Regions from separate parts of the Mus musculus genome. Here region 1 is linked to region 2. The links are chromatin contacts, called in public promoter capture Hi-C maps. All regions are on one chromosome and are shown on one strand. Each heading gives the region's core, a stretch centred on a gene start, on an enhancer-like site or on the middle of the called end of the contact. The rest is flanking DNA. Distances are from core to core; before and after follow the strand shown. Region 1 overlaps Rb1 (RB transcriptional corepressor 1). Region 2 holds the start of Lgi3 (leucine-rich repeat LGI family, member 3).

Region 1 (6,760 bases), core at 2,003-4,502, 2.7 Mb after region 2:
CACAGAGAAACCCCGTCTCGAAAAACAAAACAAAAAACAAATCACCAAGAGGCAAAAAAACCAAGTGGCTGTTAGAAAGGAGAGAATCAGTCAATAGGAACACATCTAAAAAGAATAGACATTAGAGTAAGCAGTTAGATGATTAAAAAGTTATAAACACCTATGTTCCATGTGTCCAAGAAGGCAAAGGAGCATAAATCTGTTAAAGGGATATAAAAGGAATCTAAATAAAAATTTCTAGAGTTAAAAATATAGTGTCTAGTATGCACATAAAATTAAGAGCAGATTAAATACTTCAGAAGAAAAATACCAATAAGCTTGAAGGTACAGCTATAGAAACCTCTAAAATGAACTACCTCACACAAGCATCCTTTAAAAGAGGAGGAGGGGTGTGGCAACAGCCACAAGCAACTTAACATACACATAAAAGAGGGACCTCAAAAGAGAAGGCAGAGAGGTCAATACGAACACCCTAACCTGTGCTTAAGGGCCTGGCTGTCCAAGAGCGATACATCCTACACTTCCACACACCCAAAGCAGAGACAAGATAAAGGCATGCTATGGGAAAACGGATGAGAACCAACAATAGGGGGAAAATCTTACAGGGAGCCAGAAAGAGGAAATCTTCCCCAGCAGAGAAACACCACAGTGACTTCAGAAGGGAGGCAAACCCAGACAGTACAGCAGCTTGTTTAAACAGGAAAAGAAAGCTGTAACCTAGATTTCTTTGCTTAGTCAAATAGCTTCCAAGCATGAAGTGACCTGTTTTTCCAGCCACACAAAAGTTGAAATAGTCCTTACAGATAGATGTGAACCCAAAAAAATTTAAATGAATGAATAAAAAGTTCTTGGAGAAAGAAGGAAAATAAATCAGATGAAAATCTAAATCTCTATGAAAAATAAAGAACACCAGAAAGAAAAACATGTAAATAAATAAAAATACTCCCCCCCCCCCCCCCAGACAGGGTTTCTCTGTGTAGCCCTGGCTGTCCTGGAACTCACTTTGTAGACCAGGTTGGCCTCCAACTCAGAAATCCACCTGCCTCTGCCTCCCGAGTGCTGGGATTAAAGGCGTGAGCTACCACACCCGGCTCACATTTTTTATTTTTTATTTATATCTTATTCTCTCTCTTTCTCTAAAAGACAAGCAATGGGCTTAGCATGGTCCTTCATGCTTTTTTAATCCCAACACTCTGGAGGCAAAGGCAGGTGGATCGCTGTGAAATTGAGGTCAGCCTGGCTTATAGAGTTGTAGGCCATCCAGGGCTTAAAGGAAGGAAGGCGGATGGAGGGAAGAGAACGGATGCGCTACAGCAGAGCTTACACCAGTGCACTGCTTTTATAACTTCTGGTGAGATAATATGTATTACAGTAACAGCCCCAAAGCTGGGAGACAAATGGTAAGTATTCTGCTCAAATGTTTCTCTTTCCCATTCTTATCCACCACCCTTCCTTTTGTTTGTTTGTTTATTTTTATGTTAGTTAATTCGTTATTTATTTTGTTTTTAAGACAAAGTTTTACTCTGCTGCCCAGGCTGGCCTTGAACTCCTAGATGGAAGTAATTTTCCTGCTTTGCCTCCAGAGTAAGGTACTGTGTCCTGTATACCTGGCTGCTAGATCCTTACACTACACAGAAAGTTGTAAAATAATATTCAAAGGTAGACTGAGATATTAAGGTCACATGTTATAAATCTTAAATTAATACCACTAATTAAAAAATAAAACGAAGGAGTCTAAGTAGTAAGCCTACAGAGAAGATAAAATGGATTAAAATATTCAATGCAGAAGAAGGCCAAAAGGAGGAAAATGAACAAAGAGACAGCTAAGAAGACAGCACCAGGAGAATTGAATTCCAGCCATATCACTAATCACACTGATGTAAAACTTCTAGAAGCTGAGCATGGTGGCATGCTTATAATCCCAGAAGCTGGGATACAAGGCAGAAAGACTGTTCTGAACAATGACTGCAGCACAAACAGGTTACAGGAGACTCTGCCTCAAAAGAACCAAAAAAAAACAAACACACAACAAACAAAAATCAGAGAGAATAGAGGAGTGGGGGAAGGGACAAAAAGGAAAGAGGAAGATGAGAGACAGAGAAATGAAATATTTCAAATGTCTCAAAGAAAGATTATTATCCAACTGATGACAATAAAAACCCAGATCAAGATCCAATGATGCACTGCCTTAGGGCGATACGCATTCACTTGAAGAAAATGACACAGATAAGTTACAAACTAAATAAAGGGAGAGAGAGCCATATCGCTATTAACGGAAGAAAGCTGAAACACGTTTCCTACGTGAGACAGCTGTTGCACAATGTATCACCAGACAGAGCATTTTTCATAGAGATTAGCAACTCAGACAAAGAACATTACAAGTTTAATTTTTCCAGGCCTTTAGCCTCTGCCCACCTAGGCCCCTCTGCACAGAAATCTTAGTTCCTTGTTCACATTGCTCCTTGCTACACACGTCCTGCCTGGGTGGCTCTGACCCTCTCAGTCTCTTAGTTCCTGAATCTCTTCTTTGCAGAGTCTTCATCTCCATTCCTATTCAGTCTGCTCTCTCCTGAGATCATTTGTGTGAATATAAAAATGCCTGTTTCTTAATATTACACTGAAACTTTTCATTTTTCTGTCAATCACGTCGTCACTTCAAATGTCACCAAACATTTCTGCTGATATAAATCTATACTTCATTAGGCTCCATGCAGGTACAACTTCCAGTCTTGACCCTAAACTCACTGGCAAACACCCTCCAATCCCTGGCTGCACTGTTGCTCTACTGCACCTCCATAGCTGTACTCCAAGGCCTGACTGCACCTAATAACTACCTTTTCTAATCTTGCAAGATGATTCTGAGGAAAGAATGCCATCATACAGAGCAGTGGTACAACTGCAGAGAATTCGTTTTTGCCCTCAAAATGGCCTGGAATTGTGCAGGGCAATTCTTTTGTCCTTCGCCAGTCCACTCCACTCTCTCTATCAAGTCCCATAGTAACACCTGCCAATCGTAAGCACCCTCAAACTTTCAGTGCCACTTCAGCCTCTCCACCCCAGCCATTTTTATCAAATAAATAAATAAAAAAGAAAAGCTATTAATTGGAGACCTCCTCAATTTCCTGCCAGGGCAGACTTACTTGCAGTGTTTCCCACTTTTCCCATTTGCCACAACAGTATTTTGCAACCCACATGCTCTTCTGAAATGTGACCTTGATTCTCTTTAAACAGGAGGTGGCATCTGTTTCCCCATCCCCTCAAGTTGGCAAGCACTGTGACTGTTTTGACCAGCATGCAATTTCCAGATGTGGTCCTCTTAGAAGCCTTTTGGCGGCCAGCTTCTATGTCAAAGTGTGCCTACTCTAAAACCAGATGCTCTGAGGAAACACAGCACTCGTATTAGACCAGAGGCTAATGGGGTGGGATGCAGAGCCAGGAAGAATCACGTGTGAGAGGGTCAGTAACACCTAGGCCCAGCAGTGAAGGGATCTCAGCGGCAGAGCTACTGGCCCAGACTGCTGTACCACAGGGTCAGACAGCAAGTACCCTGTAAGCTATTCCCAAAGCCTGTCTTTTCACAAAATCATGAGCAACATAAAACAACCATTTGCACTACCACTTCCTAGCAATAGAAAACACTGTAGTTGTTGTTGTAGTTGGTTTTTTTCCCATAACATTACATCCTCTCTCTTCAGGTTTCTTGTTTGTTTGTTTGGTTTGTTTTGTTTTTCAAGTTAGCCCTGGCTGTCCTGGAACTCACTCTGTAGACCAGGTTGGCCTTGAACTCAGAAATTTGCCTACCTCTGCCTCCCAAGTGCTGGGATTAAAGGCATGCACCACCACACCCTGGTCTCTCTCTTCAGTTTTAAAAGACAGTCTTTCCTGGGTTGGCATTGCCATAGTGGTGTGCCACTTCTGCTCTCTGTACTCTTAGCTCACTGTGACTACTCCATTTACTAGTCCTCTCTATTCTTACTATGGACTTCCTTGCTGCTAGAGTTCTCAATCCTTCTGGATGCTTCTACCGTGTCTGAAGTAGGCATGCACTCCTTGAGACCATACACTCTCCCACTCATGCTTTTAACTCCTCTCTCAGTGTTCAATTTCACTTTCTTTTGTAGTTGGAATATTTTCTTTCCTGTATATCCTTTTGATCTTAGAGCTCCCTGGCCTTCTATCTGTAGCCTTCTTTCCCCAAATTACATTATCTCCTTAATTGATATTACCTATTTTCTAAATAGGTACTCAGCCTTGGACAAAGCACATCAGGATTCAAACGGAACCTCTGCCACTTAGCTTGTATGGTCTGGGGAAATATAACAAGCTTCTCTAGGTATTCATTTCCTCATCTAGAATATTACCACTTGGTAGACTACTATCAGAATGCAGTGATCAATTTTTAAAACTGTAGTAACATTCAGAAAGTACTTACCAAACTGGCCAGCATAAGATAATTTGGCAGTAAAGATTGGTAATGTTTATTATATATGTCTGGTAGCTTTCACATTCATATTCCTAGCCTGAGATTCTTTCCTAATCTCAACTCATACATACAATTGACCTCAATTTGAATGGCCTAAAATTGTTTTAAACTCAATATAATAAATTGCAGTTTATCCTAAAGAAAATTACATACAACCCAGACTATCTATTTTCTTAAATGACACTACCACTGAGTTACACAAGCCAGAAACCTGGATATCATTGTAAAGTGACCACCTCTGTCCCTTACTAATCCTTCTATAATTAACTGCTGCATCTGCTATCACCAGGCCCCATACACTGTCTTAAGTGGTTTATATCTAATAAGTCATCTAATAAGATACAAAGTCAATAAATGACTTTAGACATTGTAGGCATTAAACATAGTGAGCCTGTAAAGGAAGTATGGCCACAGATAAATGTTCTGACAAGAAGCAAAGCGAAATATTGAAACACAGTGAGTCAAAGGCAGAGAAAACCCATTCATGCTCTGGCAGAAACCAACGTGACTGTAGGAATTAAACTGAAAACTCTTGGGCTCAGCAGTCAGGAGTATGTGTTGCTCTTGCTGATGATCTGATTTTTATCCCTAGCACCCACATGGTGGCTCAGAACCATCTATGAGTCCAGTTTTGGGGGATCTAATAGGCATGCATGTGGTATATAAATATGCATGCATGCATGCAAAGAAACATTAATATGGATAAAGGAAAAATAAACAAATCTTTTTTTAGAATCCATATTAAAAATGGACAACTCCTTAAATATTTTGGAGTCATAACATATCTGCTTTGACTTAAAATGTCTTCCATATTCTCATGTTTTGAGCACTTGGTCTTCAGTTGCAAGGAGGCTCTGATAGGCTAATAATATATGAAGATATGAAAGCTAAGCCTAAGTTGCCATGGAGACCAGAGGATCCATGGGACACCATGTGAGGGAAGCTGCAAGCACAGGATGGAGCTGACCAAGGAAGACACTATCTGGTCTGGGTTCAATCCCCAGTACATGAACACATGCACATATATTTTAGGGGAGAGATGAAAATAATTAGTACTTCATTTGATCCCACCTACCATCAACAATATAATGTGAGTACATTCTCATCAGGTTTTAGCACTACACCTACACACACACATATATATACACATATACACATGTGTGTGTATATATATATATATATATATATATGTACATGCATATATATATATATATATGTATGTATATGAATGATACAGAATCAAAAGTTGCTGTAGGTCTTGACCTGAGTATTCATTACATAGTTGTACTCAGTTAATGAAAAACTCATCTAATTGTCACCTGAAATTAAATTATAGAATTATGAAATTAATAGTGGATAACTGAGATAAGTCATGTCATATAAACATGATATTGTATATTTTTCCTGTAAGAATGATTGCCATTTTATTGGAAAATTAGAAAATATATCACATGGATATACGTGAGCTTTCACAGACCTTAAAAAACTGAAATTTGGGTTGGAGATACGGACCCTCTATATGTTTTCCTCCCTCGCCCTTCCCCTCCCCCCTCCTCATCCCCCCCCTATACCTGTACCCCAGAAGAGGGCACGAGATTTCATTACAGATACTGTGAGCCATCATGTGGTTGCTGAGAATTGAACTAAAAAATTCTGGACCAGTGCTCTTAATTTCTCAGGCACCAAAACTTCAGTTTTAAAAAGATGGATTTGTTTATTTTATGTATGTGGACACACCGTTTCTGTCTTTGTCCCATTACAGATGGCTGTGAGTCACCATGTGAGTGCTGGGAATTGAACTCAAGACCTCTGGAAGTACTCTGAACCGCTGAGCCATCTCTCCAGCCCAAATCTCAGCTTTTTAAGGTCTGTTAAAGCTTAAGTATATCCATGTGATGCATTTTCCAATATAATAGCAATCATTCTTACAGGAAAATACACAATATCATGACTCAGCTTAAAGTTATCTACTATCAATCTCATGATTTTATAATTTGAAAATCAGACATTAACAACATATAAAAAATAAAAATATTTTCATAGACTTTCACTGGCTGAGTATTCCTAATCAAAAAATTCCAAACCGAAGATCCTCCAAAACTTGAAATTTCTTTCATTTCATATCAATGTTCAAAATAAATATTCTTATTATGCAACATGGTTTGAATTATTATTTTAAAATCTGAAAATCTGGTAAACCACAAGGTCTTACCTAGTAAAGTAGACTTGAAGAATATAACAGCACTTTAGGGGAATATATAGGATTTATTGCCTTTA
Region 2 (6,933 bases), core at 2,157-4,656:
CACTTCTGTTCTCTCTCGGATCCTCGGGCTGCCATCAAGCTGGGTTCTCACAGCATTGGGACTTTAAAAGAACAGCAACAACTTGTTTTTATGGGGTATGGGGGGAGCTGCTGTCAAGCTTCCCTGAGTGAATTTCAGATGTTTCTCAACATCTGGTAGGGGTCTTGGGTTCCTTGGAGAAGGAAGAAGGGAGGAGAGGGAGTGGGGAAGGAGGGAAGCTACCTCTTCAGCTGGACACAGACCTCAACCTTGCCCCCAGCCTAGCCCTATGGTACAACCTTCTTTACTTGCTCTCACTGAAGCTAGTCCTGACTGTGAATGCACTCACCCTGAAAGGTCATGAGTCAAGGGCACATACTCTGTGACCTGTCCCTCAGGCCCAGACTCTGCAATCCTTTCATGGTCCCTCATTGTTCACCTGCCATTTAGCACACACAATGTTAACTGGAATCTGCTATGAAAGATGGGGAGAGGGTTGTCAGCCTGTCTTCCCAGTCAGAAGGAAAGGAATATGTTGAACACGTTTTCTTTACAGTTCTGTGAACTTGTCACAGCAAGGAGCATGCACACAGCCTATATGTGATCATACACAACCATAAGACTGTTGTTACCAAACACAAGGAGTCTCCCTCCGCAAGTCCCTAGTGCCTTCCTTTGATACATGAGATCTGTGTTCCCCCTGGAAGCTCTGGAACCCACAGGAAAAAAGCCCTACTTTTCTAAACTTTACTGTGTTCATCTCTGAAATGGGCCTACTGCCCCACCCCCCGACTTCCCCGCCTCACAAAGCTGCCCTGACACTCAGATGACTTCATGGGCATCAAAGACCAATCGTCATCACTGTCATCTACTTCATCCTCAGGGCACCTCTCGATAGCTAAGCCTAGGCTCCAAACTCCTCCCCCTTGTCTCTGGGTTGCCCTCTGTGACAACCCTGGCAGTGGAAAACCTCACAGTGGCCACTATCCTTTGCCTTCTCCCAGCCCCTCAGCTGCACAATCCAGGACAAGATTCACTCTGCCCTTTGTGTGCTGGGCAAAGCCGTGCCAGGGACGAGTGGGGATGGCTGTCCAGCTGCCCCAGTCATCCTCCTTACCCCTCCTTGCTCCTTCCCCTCAAGCTGGCTCACACAAGGCAGCACGGGCAACTGGACTAGCAGAGGTTAGTGGGTGTCAAAAGGCAGGAGTATCCCAGGCTGCAGGGCTGGGACTTTAACTCAGAGCAGAGGTTTCCCCTGCTGGCTGAAGGTGGGGCCACTAAAGAAGATGTTTTATTGTTGTTGTTCTTTGTTTGGGTTTTTTTGGGGGGGTTGGTTTTTTTCTTAGCTGAGGTCTCACTATACGGCCAGGATGCTCTTGACTCTTGATCATCTTGCTTTAGCTTCCCTCTAGAGCATCAGTTCTCATCCTGTGAGTCCAGACCCCCTTGGGGGTCAAATGACCCTTTCACAGGGGTCGTATGTCAGATATCTACATTATGATTTGTAACAGAAGCAAATGGGGCTGTAGTTCAGTTGTTAGAGTGTTTGCCCTTAATGTGGTTTGAGCTCCAGCATCACATTTTGTTTGGTTGGTTTTGGTTTTCGAGACAGGTTTTCTCTGTGTAGTCCTGGCTGTCCTGGAACTCACTCTGTAGACCAGGCTGGCCTCGAACTCAGAAGTCCACCTGCCTCTGCCTCCCAAGTGCTGGAATTAAAGGCATGCGCCACCATTGCCCAGCATCACATTTTTTTTGTGTTGGTTTGAGTTTTTCGAGACAGGGTTTCTCTGTATAGCCCTGGCTGTTCTGGAACTTCTTCTGTAGACCAGGCTGGCCTCGAACTCAGAAATCCACCTGCCTCTGCCTCAGAAGTGCTGGGATTAAAGGCATGTGCCACCCCCGCCCGGCTCACATTTTTCTTTTTAAGGTAGATAAATGGTTGTAATCCCAGCACGTGGCAGGTCCAAGGGATGGAAGTTCAAGGTTATCCTCAGCTATGTAAGTTTAGGGCTAGCCTGGAATACTTGAGACCTTGTCTCAAACACAAAAGAAGGCATGTGAGTCAGCCAGTGATGGTGGTGTGTGCCTGTATTCAGGCACTCTAGAACAGTGGTTCTCACCCTTCCTAATGCTGTGAGCCTTTAATACAGTTCCCTGTGAGGTGCTGACCCCCAACCGTAAAATGACATTCGTTGCTACTTTGTAACTCAAACCCAGGTCCTTGTGTGCACTACCCCTAAACTATATTCCCAGACTTCTATATCTTTAACAAAAACCACTGCATCCATTTATTTATTTAATTATTGATTTGTTTGTTTGTTTTTTGTTTGTTTGCTTAGGTATGGTGGTGCCTCAGCATGCATGTGGAGATCAGAGAATAACTTCTGCCACTTAGTTCTCTCCTTCCGCTATTTGGGTCCTAGGGGCTGAACTCAGGTCCTCAGGCTCGGGGGGGAGGGGGGGCAACCTGCTGTGCCATCTTGCCAACCCACACGCCTTTGCCTTTTTAAACAAAAATAGCTGTAGGAAGAAATGTTGCTGTTATAATTCTTTTTTTTTTTCAAATCTCTTTAGTCTGAGATTTCATCAAACACTCTCCATGTAGCTCTGGAAAATTCCAGAGTACTTTTTGTGGCAACATGGAAGTGCAATAGACAAATAATGTCCTTCTTAGGTAAAGTATGTTGACCTCGGGGACTCCGTGGAAGGCTCTCAAGGAGCTTTGGACTCTAGAGTTACCCTTTGAAGAGCACTGGTGTAGAAAGATTGCTGTGAACTTGAAGTTGAGCTTCTGGGCCTAGGGCTACACTTTCCTTATCTGTAGATGGAAATTAATGTCCCTTCCCTCCAAAGGGCCAGCCAATTAACCGTGCCAAGTACACAGTAGAGATAGGGAGTTTGGCAGCTTTTTGCTTTCTTGTAGCCTCAGTTTCCTTATTGATGAAACAAAGACCTGAGCTGGAGCACCCCCAAGGCTCTTCCAACTCCAACTGTGGCCGTGCAGTGTGAAACGGTCCACACTTCCCACTCCGGCGGTTACCCTTTCCCTTTTCAGCTCACAGGCACAAAAGCACGCTGTGTTCCTCAGCTGATGCAAACAAGCTCGCACCCCCAAGCTCCCAATCTCTCATGCCAACCTGGATGTACATGAGTCACTTGCGACATACCCCTTAGTTCTACGCCCCCTCACAACCAAGACACACACACAGGTGCACCGTAGGTCCACAGATCCATGTGCACCCTGCATAGACACAATTCTTATACAAATGCATTCTCTGCACACACAACTCTGGAGATCAGACACAGAGCCTGGTGGCCTGGTAGGGCACGCTGCGGACGGGTGCAACCACTCCATCCTTTGGCTGCTCTCCCGCGGGCGCCGGGCCTGGGCCTCCCCGCTCCGCCCCCACGCGCGCCCCCGCCGCCTGCGCCGCAGTCCGCGTCCACCAGCCCCGGCAGCCAGTAGTTGCGGTCCCAGTTCCGCGCAGCGCTCCGGAGCTGAAAGGACTGCAATCAGCGCCCGAGGTCAGGAGGAATAGGTGGCGCCTAGAGAGCGGGTGGCACCAGAGTTGCGGCAGCCCGGAGGTGGAAGCTCTCGAGAGGGGCAGAACAGCCTGCAGGGAGCAGCGGGGCGCCGGCAGGCTGGTGTGGGGGGAGACCCTGCAGGAGTCATGGCCGGGCTACGAGCCAGGCGGGGCCCTGGGCGCAGGCTACTGGTGTTGTCCACGCTGGGTTTTTGCCTAATGCTGCAAGTCAGTGCCAAGAGACCTCCTAAGACGCCCCCCTGCCCACCCAGCTGCTCCTGCACCAGGGACACCGCCTTCTGCGTGGACTCTAAGTCGGTGCCCAAGAACCTGCCTTCAGAGGTCATCTCCCTGTGAGTGTCTACCTAGCCTTGGGGGTGGGGAAAGGAAAGAAGGCACAGAAAGCTCTGGAAGAGAGAAACCCTGCTCCTCTTTTGAGAGGATATGGACCAGGAGCACTCCCAGGTATCCTCAGAACTGGAGACTCCAGGCCCCAGTCTGCAGGGAGCGCTGCAATCTGTACAGCAGCCATAGCTTGGGTAAACCAGAATTCATGGCCAAGGATGAATCATCACCATCAGCAGCGCAATGAGACCTACTGTGTGTGGGTTGGAGGGAGTGTCTACAAGAGCATGCTGGCCCCACCCTGTGAGGTCACACCAAGGACAGAAAGCAGGACTAATAGCAGCAGGGGGAGGGGTGACAAGTATGCTTGCCCTCGTGGTACCTTGGCATGGACCAGACTCCTGCCACTGGGTCTGCTATTGTGCACACAGCTGGGCCAGCCTCACTTGCAGCAACTGGCCCATGACTCCCACCCCTTTGCCTGTGGGGCTAGAGAGACTGTGAGGTCCCCCTTCTTGCTGCCCCATCTCTCAGCAGCACCAAGACATTGTGGGTGTTGGGTAATGGTGCTGATGCTGGTAATGGAACCTGCTCTTGGCTGAGAGGGAAGGTGAGCCTCGGGCCACTGTCGCTTCTGGAGGCAGCAGGGGGAGAAGAATGGAGGACATTGAGTTTTGGGGAAGAAAGGGTAGCTGCAGGTGGGGGCTAGGGCTGCTGAACACAGAAGCCACTGCCCTGTCCACCTCTGTCCACAGTACAGGTCCTTCAGACACTTACACAGTCTTGGCTCCTGTGTTCCCTGCAGGACGCTGGTGAATGCTGCCTTCTCAGAGATCCAGGATGGAGCCTTCTCCCATCTGCCGTTGTTGCAGTTCTTGTATGGATAGCTTTGTGGAAGAGGGGGTTGGGGGGAACGTGGTAGAACCTGACAGATGCTGAACCTGGGTGAGAGTAGGTGGAGGGAGGGTTTGAAAATGCAGATGTCCCGATAGAAGCAGAAGGTGGAGTGACATGAGGTCAGGAGTCCGGGTAGCAGGGAAACTGCACACAGAAGCCAAGAGAGGGGGATATACAGAGCATTAGACTCCACTTCTCTAGGGGGTCTAGGGAGTTGGGTTGAAATGGCCTGGCCCAGTGCCAGAACCTGGACACTTCAGAGGAGAGGGTTGTGCTAAACACAGGTGAGCCCAGGGGTCAGAGTTCGGGAGGCATGGTGGACAGCTGTCGGTGCAGGGCTAGGGTGAGTTAAGGTGAGGATGAGAAGACTGGACAAGGAGATGCCATGGAAGTGGGCCAGGAGCCAGCTCGGCAGGATAACGTTGCCTCCCACCATATTCAGGAGCTAACAGGGATCTTGGGGCATGGAAACAAGTTCACACCCGGCCTTGCTGACCAGGGGTCCTGAGGGATGAGGGAAGGGCAGCCAGGTCTTGAGGAAGCTCACGGGTGAGGCAGTAGGCATGGGCAGCAGGCACACCCTCACAAAGTCTAATTCCTGCTTTGTCTTCCCAGGTTACTCAACTCTAACAAGTTCACACTGATTGGAGACAATGCCTTCATAGGACTGTCGCACCTGCAGTACCTGTGTGTGGGAGGGAAGGGTCAAGGGCAGGGTGGAAGGAGGGGGCCCAGTCCCTAGTGGGATGGGAGGGAAAGTGCAGGGGGAAGGCTGGGAGTGGGGTGGGAGGGACAAGCCCTGAGTGCCCTGACTGTAGGATGGGCAAGGGGGTCATTTCTCTCATGCCCCTGTCATCTTGCCTAATACCCCATCACTACTACGGTGTGACATTATTGCACATGTGGAAGCCTGTCACTGGCTCCTGTGCATCTGGCCTGAGATGTAAGGAAATCACCACTGGGGGGATGGTTTTGGGACTCTGAGTGGCAACTAAGTCAAGCTGTTATTTTCTCCAGCTTCATAGAGAACAATGACATCTGGGCTCTCTCCAAGTTTACCTTCAGAGGACTGAAGTCCTTGACACACCTGTGAGTACCTGACACCTGTACCCACATGGGACTGGAGACCCTGTGACCTCTGGATTTGGTCACGATCTTTAAGTGATCCCAGGCTCTTTCTTGCAGTTCTCTGGCCAACAATAACCTGCAGACACTGCCCAGAGACATCTTCCGTCCCCTGGACATCCTGAGTGACTTGTAAGGCCTGAACCCTGCCTCTTCCCACAATGCCACAGAGGGCACACCCTTCTGAATCCAGTCCCGCAGAGAGCATACCCCTGGAGGGAGAGGTGTGGGGTCAGGGTTAGGGTGCTCAGAGACGGGGAGGACTTGGGTTTGAGGGCTTCGTGAAGGTGAAGTCAAGTTAGATGTAACTAACTGAGAGCCTTCCAAACTGGGATTCTTCAAGGACCACACAGCCTTTCTCAAATGCACATTAGATGTGTAGGGTAAACCTGTGTGTTTGTTTGAATGTTTGGTTGATTTGAATTAACATTAAAGAACGCAAGCATATCTGCAGCCATTTGCTATTATTTACATCAAAATAAGTTAAGATAAAATGGAAGCTCCTGAATCCTGAGGAAGAGGGATGTGACATAGAGTGGGATAGGTTGCCCATTGCAAAAAGTGCCTGCAAGTGTACAGGCCTGGAATCTCAGCTACTCAGGAGGATGAAGCATAAGGGTCAGAAACAGTAAAAAGTTGCCTCCTGCCGGGCGGTGGTGGCGCACGCCTTTAATCCCAGCACTCGGGAAGCAGAGGCAGGCGGATTTCTGAGTTCGAGGCCAGCCTGGTCTACAAAGTGAGTTCCAGGACAGCCAGGGCCATACAGAGAAACCCTGTCTTGAAAAAAACAAACAAACAAACAAACAAACAAACCAAAAAAAAGTTGCCTCCTGATTAAGAAGTAAAAACAGGGCTGGTGATGTAGAGCCTAGAATGTGCACAGTCCTGGGTTCCAATCCCCAGCGTTACAAAAATTAAAATTCTAAGTTAAGCAGGGCATGCAGAGACTTAGGCAGATGCTGTGGGGGCCTGGTCCAACCTAGCTATGTGTGAGCCTTCCATGGCAGCTTCTGAAGGCCAGGTAGGCTGGTGGGCAGAGCAGCTAAGGGTCTGCCCCGCTCTG

What was found. Promoter capture Hi-C pulls out the DNA fragments that hold promoters and counts their contacts.
Region 1: a contact with region 2 is called in a promoter capture Hi-C map of liver, with 4 times the contacts expected there. The contact joins the enhancer-like site here to the promoter of Lgi3 in region 2. A contact is called at or near these places in 5 of 39 promoter capture datasets (the 3T3-L1 cell line, hippocampal neurons, liver and 2 more).

What each region holds. Positions count from the first base shown.
Region 1 is chr14:73,255,084-73,261,843 of GRCm38.p6, forward strand. The region is part of intron 17 of Rb1 (RB transcriptional corepressor 1); the gene reads right to left. Among named protein-coding and RNA genes, the nearest start is that of Lpar6, 21 kb to the left of the region's middle. Within about 2 kb of position 3,253, at least 22 of the 459 cell types and tissues checked have an H3K27ac peak or open chromatin away from gene starts, as enhancers often do. A contact at or near this core is called in liver, where this site is marked.
Region 2 is chr14:70,527,415-70,534,347 of GRCm38.p6, forward strand. It overlaps Lgi3 (leucine-rich repeat LGI family, member 3), which reads left to right and starts at 3,407. Exons shown (of 8, transcript NM_145219.4): 1 at 3,407-3,856; 2 at 4,654-4,725; 3 at 5,361-5,432; 4 at 5,763-5,834; 5 at 5,931-6,002. The coding sequence starts at 3,651.